Linked DNA regions of Anas platyrhynchos: region 2 is linked to region 1. Evidence: chromatin contacts called from public Hi-C data. All regions are on one chromosome and are shown on one strand. The core of a region is the stretch at or near the end of the contact, and the rest is flanking DNA. Distances in the headings are between cores, read along the strand shown. Region 1 holds the start of ADRA2A (adrenoceptor alpha 2A). Region 2 overlaps LOC101803684 (a long non-coding RNA gene).

The links. A called contact is a pair of places that touch in the nucleus more often than the background predicts.
Region 2: a Hi-C map of F1 follicle shows a contact between it and region 1, with 4 times the contacts expected there. The contact joins the enhancer-like site here to the promoter of ADRA2A in region 1. A contact is called at or near these places in 3 of 8 Hi-C or Micro-C datasets (F1 follicle, skeletal muscle and subcutaneous adipose tissue).

The regions. Positions count from the first base shown.
Region 1 is chr6:31,262,302-31,267,919 of IASCAAS_PekinDuck_T2T, forward strand. It overlaps ADRA2A (adrenoceptor alpha 2A), which reads left to right and starts at 3,596. Exons shown (of 2, transcript XM_072039783.1): 1 at 3,596-5,501; 2 at 5,603-5,618. The coding sequence starts at 3,994. The coding sequence ends at 5,328.
Region 2 is chr6:31,320,621-31,326,004 of IASCAAS_PekinDuck_T2T, forward strand. LOC101803684 (a long non-coding RNA gene) reads left to right here. Exons shown (of 17, transcript XR_011810141.1): 4 at 1,360-1,602; 5 at 2,861-3,031; 6 at 3,391-3,448; 7 at 4,790-4,962; 8 at 5,159-5,384. Among named protein-coding and RNA genes, the nearest start is that of ADRA2A, 57 kb to the left of the region's middle. Within about 2 kb of position 3,916, at least 1 of the 8 cell types and tissues checked has an H3K27ac peak or open chromatin away from gene starts, as enhancers often do.

The DNA.
Region 1 (5,618 bases), core at 2,346-4,845:
CTCTGCTGATGAAAGGTAACCTGCTGAGCTGCAAGAACCTGGGTTGCTTTCGCTCAGGGGAGGTCACAAGGGAAGGCAGCGGCACCCAGCCACGCTCATGGCACCTCTCCGCCTGCCCAGGCCTGCCTGCCCTCAGAAAGGCAACTCTGGCCCGGGTGCCCTGTTGCAGCCAGGCCCTTGGCCGTGGGTTGGTGCTGACAGGGAAAGTTTCCTGTTATGGGGTCTTACAGGAGCTGCTCGTGGTCTGTTGGCTTTGTGCTTCATCCCCTCTGTGCCCATTTTGGCTGATGCATCCCATGGGCAGACAGGGGGGGAGGCTGTGAGCCCTCACCCTGCACTGTGAGCCCCAACACGGAAAGGCTTCTCCTGGCTGTTGATTTAGGGCTGTGCAATCAAACCTGGCGGCTGCAATCCTGCCAAACAGGGCAGGCAACCCCGGCGCAGCTGATGAGGAAACGCGAGCAGGGCTTTAAAGCTGCCTGTGACAGAAATGCTGAAGGAGCAGGTGGTCACAGAGGAGCTGTCTCACGCTGGTTTGGGCCAGGCACGGGGCAGGGAAGATCTGCTACGATCGGTAATATTCAGTGTGCTCCTCTCCTCCCTGCCCTACACCTGACACCACGGCAGCATCCCTCTGCTCGCCAGGGGATTAGGTGCGAGCGCAGGACACCGTCGCTACCATCCCTTCCACGATGGTTTATTCAAATAACTCAGGAAAGTACATCCAGCAGCTGAGTCCAGGCAAACTCTGTTGAAAAACACAGCTTCTGGGGAAGGCATCGCTGTCAGGTCGAGGAAAAGAGCAGAATCTACAGCTGCAGTGCAGTGGATGGGGAAGGGGAGGTCTGTGGGTTTGAACGCATGTGTAGGGCCAAGTGCTTGGGTTCCCAGAGCAGCTGGTGGGGACAGACGGGTGGGCGGCCAGACCAGACACAGTTCTGATGATTTTTTAAAGTATTTATTATTATTATTATTATTTTAAGAAGAAGAAGATGAATCACAGCACTTGCACTGCCTCCCTGGAAATGGATGGTGCGTTCGCTGACATTGGGATTACAGGGCAGTGGCACTGTGATCTACCCAACCATGCCAGGTTTGCCTGCTGAAGATCTTTGCTTCTTCTCTGATATTTTCTTTCTTTTCCTATTAAAAAAAATAGGAAAAGAAAGAAAATGTGGCTTGGGTGCAGTTTTTTGCTTGGCCTGGGGGAAAGCTGTCCCCTTGGAAGGTGTTAGGAGGGGCTACTTGGTTGTTAGCCCACGGAGCATCCCAGGCCATGGGCTCTCAGTGCGTTACCCCCAGCAGAGCCCGGTTACTAAAGCAAACCTCCCCGCACAACACCCTGTTTTGAATAATTCAGGCAAAGCCAGCAGCACAATCAAAACCCACAGCCACAACCAGGGCTTCCTGCCAAATACGGAGATCAGGGCGAGCGAGCCAAGCCCAGACCTCCCCGTACACAACCAACAGAGGCAGCTGCTCACCTCTGCTGCAGAGCACCTGCAGCTCCCTCCCCCAGCCCACACGTTCCTGCACCGTGGCTACTGCTTGCCCCTTTCCCCTGGTCCCCCACCGGTCTGAATCCATCCCTATTCCCATCCCCTGATCGGTGCATGATGCTGTCAGCACAGCAGGAGGATGAGCTGTGTGCTGGGCCCTCTCATCAGGCTCTTGGTGGGGTTTGAGCTGCAGAGACCTTGCCGCTCACACCAGCGTCGTTAGCAGCTCGCGTTCAGAAGCTGAGCATCTGGATGCAAATGCCGGGGGATTGATATAAAAATTTTATTTACTATTTGTTTTTCTTTCCCCTGAAGCTTTTCTCTAGTCTTCCACAGGCTACAAATTCACAGTTCTTTGCAAATCCCAGGACTCTGAGAGCTGAGGCTTTATTACAAATTACCATAAAGTGCGGGATGAGCTCATAAGATGGCATCCTGTAGGAACGTGTGTGCTGCAGGCTGCTGTGGGGCATCTTGGGGGTGCTCAGCAGCCCTGGCATTCCCATCTGCCTGCCATACAGAGCTATAGGACAACCTGCAGAGGAGGTAGGAGGTAGATGTGACGTTGCTGAGATGCTTTGCAGGCACTGCGGGGTGCTGCCGGGGCTCCAGAGGTGTCAATATTGTCACCAAGATGTCACACACATGGCTGTGGTGGTGATGTAAGGAAAGTGCGTTGATGTGCCAGGTTTCCTCTTGGAGATGAGCGCAGCGTGCTCCCAGCTGTCCCCAGGCTTCTGCTGGGGTGACTTGAAGCCCCTGCTGATCCTGCACCCAAGGGAGACCAATCCCCGGTGCCAGAGGCAGAACCCCATGTCCTGCAGAGCACGCAGCTCCCGGCAGCCAGCAGAAAGCAGAAGATGGCCCCAACGCCCAGCATCGCCTTGCCACGTACCCAGGTCCATGCACATCACTTTGGGTTCAATGTACAGGTTTTAAGTCACTCCCCACGGCTTGCCACCTTCCCAGGCGTGCTGCACAGTGGGTCCCACGCTCCCCCACCTCTCCATCCTGTGCCAGCCCCACAGGCTCTGCGCTCCCAGACCCCATCCATCTCCCACCCTGCTCTGTCTGCTGGGCATCGCCACTCCTGGGCCTGGCTTATAACACCGGCAGGGCGCGGAGCTGAAGCTGACAGGGCTTCCTCCATCTCGCGGAGCAAATCCGTTCATTGGCCCGAGTGCCTGGCGCGCCGATTAATTACCAGCTGCCTGGCTCTGGAGCACGGCGTGAGCATCATTAAAGCCGGCTGAAAATGAGAGCGAGGAGCCCGTGAGGGTCAGGGCTGCAGCCCGTGTGCCGTAGGGGTGAGCGAGCTGCGTGCGGGGAGCTGGCATCCTTGGGGCCACCAGGTACGTCACCTCTGCTTCCCCATCGAAAACATCCCGTTTTTGGACATTTTTTGCTGCTGCAGCTGGCCAAAAACACCCCCTAGGCACCCCATGGGGCAGGCGTGGGCACCACAGCCCCCCTCCCATCCTCCTGCTTATGGGGCTGGGGAGAAACAGCGGGGAGCTGGGAAGGAAAGGGGCAGGAGGACGAGCCCCGGGGGGGGGGGGGGGGGGTGGCTTTTGGGGCTCGGCCGTGGGCTGGGAGCTCCCGTGGGTGCCGCGGCCCCGGGGGCCGGAGCGTGCAGTGAGGCGCCGCGGCCAGCAGGTGCCACTGCCCCCCCGCGCTGCCCGCCGCCACCCGGCCCCCCCCCCCCCGGTCCCCCCCGGTCCCCTCCGGTCCCCCCTATCCCACCCCACCCGGAGCATCCCCACGGCACGGGGGGCGCACGGAGGGGCGGCGGCGGTGCCCCCCCGGGGCTCCCCGTGGGGACCCCACGCGGGACGGGTCCGCTGCTGCCCCCCACCCCCCGTGGGGACGCACAAAGCCCCATGGGGGGCGACAGCAGCTGCCCCCCCCGTGTGTGTCCCCCCTCCCGTGTCCCTACCCTACGGGGGGAGCCGCGGCTCCGCAGCGGGGCGCGACCCCCGTGGGGTGGGCTGCGGGGAGGTGGAGGGGGGGAGAGATGCGGAGTGTGGGGGGGGAGGATTTGGGGATGGAGAGGGGGGTGACAATAGGGTCGGGGGGCGGTGGGTGGGGATGGGGATGAGCACGGGGGGCTGAGGGGGGGGGAGGCGGAGCAGGCGTGTGCGCGGCGTGTCCGTGTCCGTGTGCGCGCACCGGGGGCAGCTCCCTCCCCACGTGGGGCTGACGCGGCAGCCCCGGCCTGATCCGGGGCTATAAAGGGGCTGGCAGGCGGGCGAAGCACGGCAGCCGCCGCCGGCTGCAGCCCCGGCCCCCGCTCCGCTCCGCTTCGCTTCCCCTCCGCCGGCAGCGCCCGGGATGAGCCGCGGCCCCCCGCGCCCCCACGGCGCCCCCCGAGCAGCCCCGGCCCCGGGCGCGGCGCCCTAAGGAGCGCGGAGACCCCCCCCTCCTTCCCCGGAGCCCCCCTTTTTGGGTTGGGGCTGGGGGGCGAAGGGCGAGGGCGGCCGCGCAGCCGGGGTTGATGTTTAACCGGGAGCGCCCGTTCACGGAGAGGGGCCACTTCTTCTCCTCCATGGAGTACCAGCGGCAGCTGGGGGAGGAGGAGGGCTACCCGCCTCCCGCGGCCAACGGGAGCTTCAACGACAGCAGGGTCGGGCCGGGATGGGGCACGCCGTACCCCCTGCACGCCACCGTCACCCTCATCAGCCTGGCGGGCTTGCTCATGCTCTTCACCGTCTTCGGGAACGTCCTGGTCATCATCGCCGTCTTCACCAGCCGGGCGCTCAAGGCGCCCCAGAACCTCTTCCTGGTGTCCTTAGCCTCGGCCGACATCCTGGTGGCCACGCTGGTCATCCCCTTCTCCCTGGCGAACGAGGTGATGGGGTACTGGTACTTCGGCAAGGTGTGGTGCGAGATCTACCTGGCCTTGGACGTGCTCTTCTGCACCTCCTCCATCGTGCATTTGTGTGCCATCAGCCTGGACCGCTACTGGTCCATCACGCAAGCCATCGAGTACAACCTCAAGCGCACCCCGCGCCGCATCAAGTGCATCATCTTCATCGTCTGGGTCATCTCGGCCGTCATCTCCTTCCCGCCGCTCATCTCCATCGAGAAGAAGAGTGGGCAGCAGACAGACCAGGGGGTCGCGCTGTGCAAGATCAACGACGAGAAGTGGTACATCATCTCCTCTAGCATCGGCTCCTTCTTTGCCCCCTGCCTCATCATGATCCTGGTCTACGTGCGCATCTATCAGATAGCCAAGAGGCGCACCAGGGTGCCTCCGAACAAGCGGGCGGAGCGCCCCGAGAAGAAGCAGAACGGCTTGGCCGACAAGGAGGACCTGCCGGCCACAGCCCAGCTCAACGGGGAGAAAGCGGCCGGAGGAGGCGACGGGCAGGAGGGAGAGGTCAACGGCATCGACATGGAGGAAACCTCCTCCTCCGAGCACCAGGACAACAACCAGTCCAAGAAGTCAGAGAGACCGTCGAGGGGAAAGGCCAAGACTAAGCTGAGCCAGATTAAGCCTGGGGACAGTTTGCCCAGGAAGGTGGAGGAGGAGAGGACCACCAAAGGGTCCCGGTGGAGGGGCAGGCAGAACCGGGAGAAGCGCTTCACCTTTGTGCTGGCGGTGGTGATTGGTGTCTTTGTCATCTGCTGGTTCCCCTTCTTCTTTACCTACACACTGACTGCCGTCTGCACGAGCTGCTCCGTGCCCGAAACCCTCTTCAAGTTCTTCTTCTGGTTCGGTTACTGCAATAGCTCCTTGAACCCCGTCATCTATACAATTTTCAACCACGACTTCAGGCGGGCCTTCAAAAGGATCCTCTGTAGGATAGAGAGGAAAAGGATTGTTTGAAGGACCCCCTGGGTTGGGCAGGACTAATCGTTCAAGACTTTGTAGGAGAGTAACACATGGCTCCCTTGGGCTGTGCTTGCATGGGATGGTTTCCTTCAGCCTGTGAGCAGGAAACCCTCAAAACCCGAGACGAGCCTATCGACACGCCAGGCAGCAGCAGCGAGGAGCAGCAGGCAAGTGGAAGTCTGAGCCATGGCATTCGGCTTTCCAGGGGAGGATGGCTTTTGACTTGCTTGGTTTACTTTGCTAGTTTTTTTTTTTTTTCTTTTGCCAGAGTCTCTCAGTGGATA
Region 2 (5,384 bases), core at 2,666-5,165, 59 kb after region 1:
GAAAGTAATGCTCTTCAGATGTTTCTTCCCATTCATTTTTCTGAATTCCTCATGTTGCACTTTGCTGAAAACCTTCTCTGTGGTCTTTGGGGTTTGAGGCAGGCAGGATCTGTAAGCCTGTAAACCAGTGTGATGCTCAGCTGAGATACTCCCATCCCTCACGAAGTCCACCTCTTCCCTGACCTCAGTCAGCATATGGACAGCAGCCACCCACACGTGGCACATTAGAGGATTAAGACCTTAATGACATTTTTTAAATGCCACTATTAAGAGGGGACTTCCATCCTGTAGAACACTTAAAAAATAACATTTGTAAAAATGCTTCCTGAGCAGCATGTTCCCTTTAACAATATCTCATCTATTTGTATGCTAATAAGAATTCTTTTCTTAGTCTTTGCTTGAACAGTTCAACACTGAATTTATGATTCCATGCTTTGTGCTGTCAAGATTTTACTTAAATTTAGAAAAAATAGTATCTCAATAATTAATTCTAGATAAATTATTGACAGAACAGCAGCAGAGGCAAAGCAGATGCAAAGGAAGAGTGCTTTATATCTAAGAGAGGCTTTTCAAGCAGATACATTTGTAATATCATATTTATACACTTTTAATATTCACTTTTCTGAAATAAATCCATGGTTTTCTAGCATTTGTTGCTTCATGTGATGTAACAATCTACTATGAAAAAATAGCATTTTGTCTCAAAATATATCCTTAACTAATATACACATCTGTTAATAATACCTCCCAAGAGTAAAATATACCAATGTATCCAGACTATACTTCTGTGAAAAGAGTCCTGCATATTTAGGAAGCATAGCTTTACTAACAGAGAAACTGTCAAGTCAGCTACAGACTCTGAAATTTTCTGCTTGTTTAAAAGTGCTCATAATCTGAGAATGTTCAAATATTGTTAGTAAGAGCAATGGAGATAATTAGCTATACAGTTAATTCAAGAATGTTGCTGAAACTTCAGTGCCAGCTGAAAGAATCTTCAACCATAGTTTTCAGTCCCTTTTCTGAGCTCACTGAGTTCCCGTGCATCTCTAAACCTCAGCATTTGGATACAGTCTTAGCCTGAAGTAATGCAAGGTATGCTGAATCCTGGTGAACCACAGATGCAAGGAATGGCTCAGGCTGGAAGGGACCTGGGGAGGTCATTCAGTCCATCCTCCTACCTGAAACAGGATCAACACCAAATGCAGGTCAAGTTGCTCAGGGCTTGGGCTGAGGGTGGACAGTCCACAGACTCACTGGTTGCTTATTTCCATGCTAAACCTCTCTCCTGGTGATGATTTTTTTTTTTTTCCTCATGTCTTTGTGATTGCTGTTCCGCATCCTTTCATTATGTTCCTACAGGAGGAGCTTGGCTTCTTTTCCATAATCTCCTTTCAGGCAGTGGAAGACAACAAACACCTCTTTAGCTTTCTCACCCCGCAGTTTGAACTTCCCCAGTGCTTTCAGCATCTCTGCATGTAGCATGTGCTTCAGCACCCGATCATGCTGATGGCCTTTGGCTGAGCTCTCCCTGGGATGTCAGCAAACCATGTTGCATCTTGTTGGTGCCATCAGCTATGAGTGTGGACATTTACTTTGGCCCAGGTAACACACACATGGGTTTGGTAATCTTTGATAACCTGTGGTATGTTTGAGTTCTGAGCAATGTTGGCCAGATCCAGAAACATGCATCATTTTTTTCCAGATCTCCAAATAAGTCTACATCAATATAAGCTGTTCTCTGCTCTTTCACATCTCTTCAGAAAAATGGCTTTGAAGGGCTAAGTGTGGCAGACAGTCTTCCTCTTTAACATGACTGTAAAATATTTAAGAGTTTAGACCAAGGAAGTAATTTCGAGGCCTAGTTCAACATTACAGCTCTCCTCTTGAAAAGTCAGTCTTCAAAGAACTGGTCCAAGGCCCAGGGATGCCAAAAAGAGTATTCCCATTGACTTTTTCCCATTTTGCTTTCTCTTCTAAAAACAATGCAATTTTCAGCGAAGCTATCTGCTGCATTTGGCATAAAACATGGGCCAATTTCACATCTCAGATACCTCAAGGAGCCTGGTTTTTATGCTGTGCTTCATGAAAACAGTGGCTCAGCCATGGAGTCCTCTCTCCTTGAGGTAGCTGAGAAACTGGCTGGATGGCAGGCCCAGAAACACATCACATAATATCAAGCACTGTCAAGGCCATTAGGAAGACAAATCCTGAATACTGTTTTGAGATAAATTCAAAGCAAGACCCCACAGTAGCTAAGAATCTTTGTTTGCAACACAAAATTATGATTGGATGCACATTAATTTTTCTTCACCAAAATGGAAGCTTTTATATAAAAAGTATTCATTAAAGTATTTGAATCTTCAAAACATGCCGGTCATTCTATCTATAAGAAGGTGAAAAACAGCAAAATACTCTCATGACTATTTCCTTACTGAAAAAAATCAATGAAATTGAAACTACCTCAGTATGCGTGTATTGACTTTTATTCCTTACACTGATTTAACTGCAAAGGCCTGTTAAAATAGAGATCAAAGTATCTACCAAGGAGTTCACTTAGCTCTGTAAAAGTAAAGAGTACTTAGAATAGAATATAAGAAAATGACAGAAAATACAGGTTTACGATGTAATTTGTGGTGGAAGTGTAATGGGGGCTCATTGTACTAAATACTGCTGAAGAGAAAACATCTTGGACTTTGGAGAGAGAACAGGATGAAAGACAAAGTTTTATTGCACTTTTGCCCAAATAGAAGGGAATAACTGAGTCATGCCAGAAATGTGAATTGGTACTGACTATAAAAGCCAGATCTGAGTCCTAATCTGATGTCTTCATGCTAAAGGAGTCTTTCTTTGTGCTACACAGAGAGAGGGGAATAAGCTATATTCCAAATAACCTCTGGACTATGTACTTGAATTAAAGAACATAAAGGAGCGAGCAGCGCCATGTAAGCAGCTGTGGACTGGCATGAAGATAGATGGTGTCTGGGACGAGACGGGGCAAAAAGAAAAGAAGCAAAAGGTTTTTTCCATTGCGGTGAGTCATGTAAAGCAGGGAAACACATAAGCTGAAGATTTTTTTCTTTGTTTTTCAACAGCCACAAAGAAGCCGTCTCAGCAGCCACACATTTAAAGTAACCAAGGCTCCTCCCGTGCACAGGGAGTAATTGTTTCTTGCCTGCAGAAGGCAATGCACACATGTGCATGCACACACACATACACAGACTTAAAAACGGTTTAAAAATGTCATATTTGACTTCCTGGCCAGTTTCACAATTCTCTTCAAAAATAGCTCTCATGGCTGCAGGCTGGCAGAGCTGCTCCTGCCCTGGTTTAAATGGCAAAACTCAATTAGAGTTTGAATCTGTTGCACTGAAATGGAATTGTCTCTTGCAGGCAGAGCTCTGTCATGGACGTGGCGTCGGGAGCTGTGGAGGCTGTGCCTGTGGGGAGGGTAGGTTGTGGGGTCTCAGTGCCTTGGGGCAGGGATTTCCTATCTGCTGTTGCTCTGGAAAGGGAGCTCCACTGCTGTTCTCCACGCATGTGCAAGGACCTGCTGCTTCTTACAAGCTTTTGCCATCCAAACTCCTCCATGCCTAAGGACACCTGCTGGGCCCGGGGGCAGCAAGGTGTGCACTTGGCTTTGTTCACGAGGATAATCTCCTTTTGCTCTGCCCATTGGGCTTTGAGCAAACCTACTCCATCCCCCAGGCTCTTTCCCTCAGGTTTAAGGATATTGCTTGTGCTCCTGCAGTCTGGAAATATTTGTGAGGATCTTGGTTGGGCTGGAGCTTAGACAAGGACAAAATGTTTGCCTTTTTCTTGGCAGATTAGCCATAGGAGGCTCCTCAGTCCCTCCCTGTATCCCATTGCAGTCCCGTATCTCCCCTTGCTGTCCTACAGCAGACTGTTTCCAGACACTTCAATGCTGCCTCTGCTCCTGATAGCCCTGAGCTAGCCTCAGCATTTTTCTCATCAGTGTGCACTGAGATGTATGCAGAAATCACTGACTGCCCCCGTCTCACTTATCTGAGGTCTCAGTCTGAGCCTTGGTTTCCATTTGCTCCATAACTCATCAGTGTTAAGCTGCTCCTCATAAATAGCAGCTTCTAGCATGTCTTCTGTCATCTGTAGCTTGTATTTGTGTGCAAGAGGGAGAAAACAGGTCTAATTTACATCAGTGCAGCTGGCTCCTCTGATCTGCCACCTGGAGACTTGGCTGACTGGGAATGTGTCTGCAGAGGGGCCAGACCTTTGTTTCCTCCAGCTGCACCAGTCTCTGCACTGGTCACCTGCTGGCAGAGGGCAAACATACCCCTTGACCTCAACCCTCAGGGACCTGCTGGGCAGTTTTAGTGGATGCTGTGGACTGCAAGAAGGATGCACGTGTCCTAGCAGTGCAGCAGGTTCCAGCGACCCTCTTGCCAGATGTGCTGTGCAAAAGTTGAAGTGTATTTACAGAGGCATGCCCTGCCCTGTGGTTACAGTCTGTCTGTCCTTTGAGGATGTTAGGGCTTTAACTCTCCTCGCTGCAGGCTCATGCTGCTCTTGTGTGACTGGCTAGATGTACATGTATGGTCTGAGTCAAGGTGCTGTTGTATGCTGCTTGGGTTGCTCAGTTATCAACGTGGGATGGTTAAAAGTCTTACACTGGGGCAGGCCAAGAGATTTTGACAAACTTTGACATTTAATGCAATGATGCTCTATTTCCTGAACTCCAAGAAGGTGGTCCAGGGACTTTTGGCTTTTACTTGGGGTGTTTTATTTATATTTTTTATTTATTTATTTTTTTCAGATTGGTATTTTATTTGGCACCAAAGAAAAGAGCAGTCAGTAAAGGAAAGAGTTTGGAAAAAATGCTTTATACGTGCAAGACCGATTAGCAAGGCAAGAGACATGGCTGTGCAGCAGGTTTTCTGAGGAGAGGATTCACATCAAAACTATTGGGTGTCTGTGACACTTTCGAAGGTACAGGGAAAAACCCATCAACAACAAAACTGTGACGCTGTCAGCAGCTGCCTGACGTACCTGGGGCTGTGTATGTCCCTTGGTGAACGTCAGAGCTCCTCAGCGAGGGGGGAAGATAATTCTCACTGGAACAAATCCCACTGAGATGATATTTTCCCTGGACTACTTTTTTTTTTTTTTTTTTTTTCTTTCCTAGAAATAAAATCACTTCAAGTGCAATACACCAGCGGTCAATGTGGAAATGAACAAACTCACCACTGTGCTGTCCCAGGCTGGGCAGAGAGAAATGGGCAATTTTTTTTTCCCACGCAGAATTCAGTGCACGTCTTCATTGGAAGTGCCCCGCAGCCTCCCTGCTGCTGTCTGACCTTCCAGCCAGGGTACCTCTGCTAGAAATTAACCCGAACCTCGAGGTGTGGCAA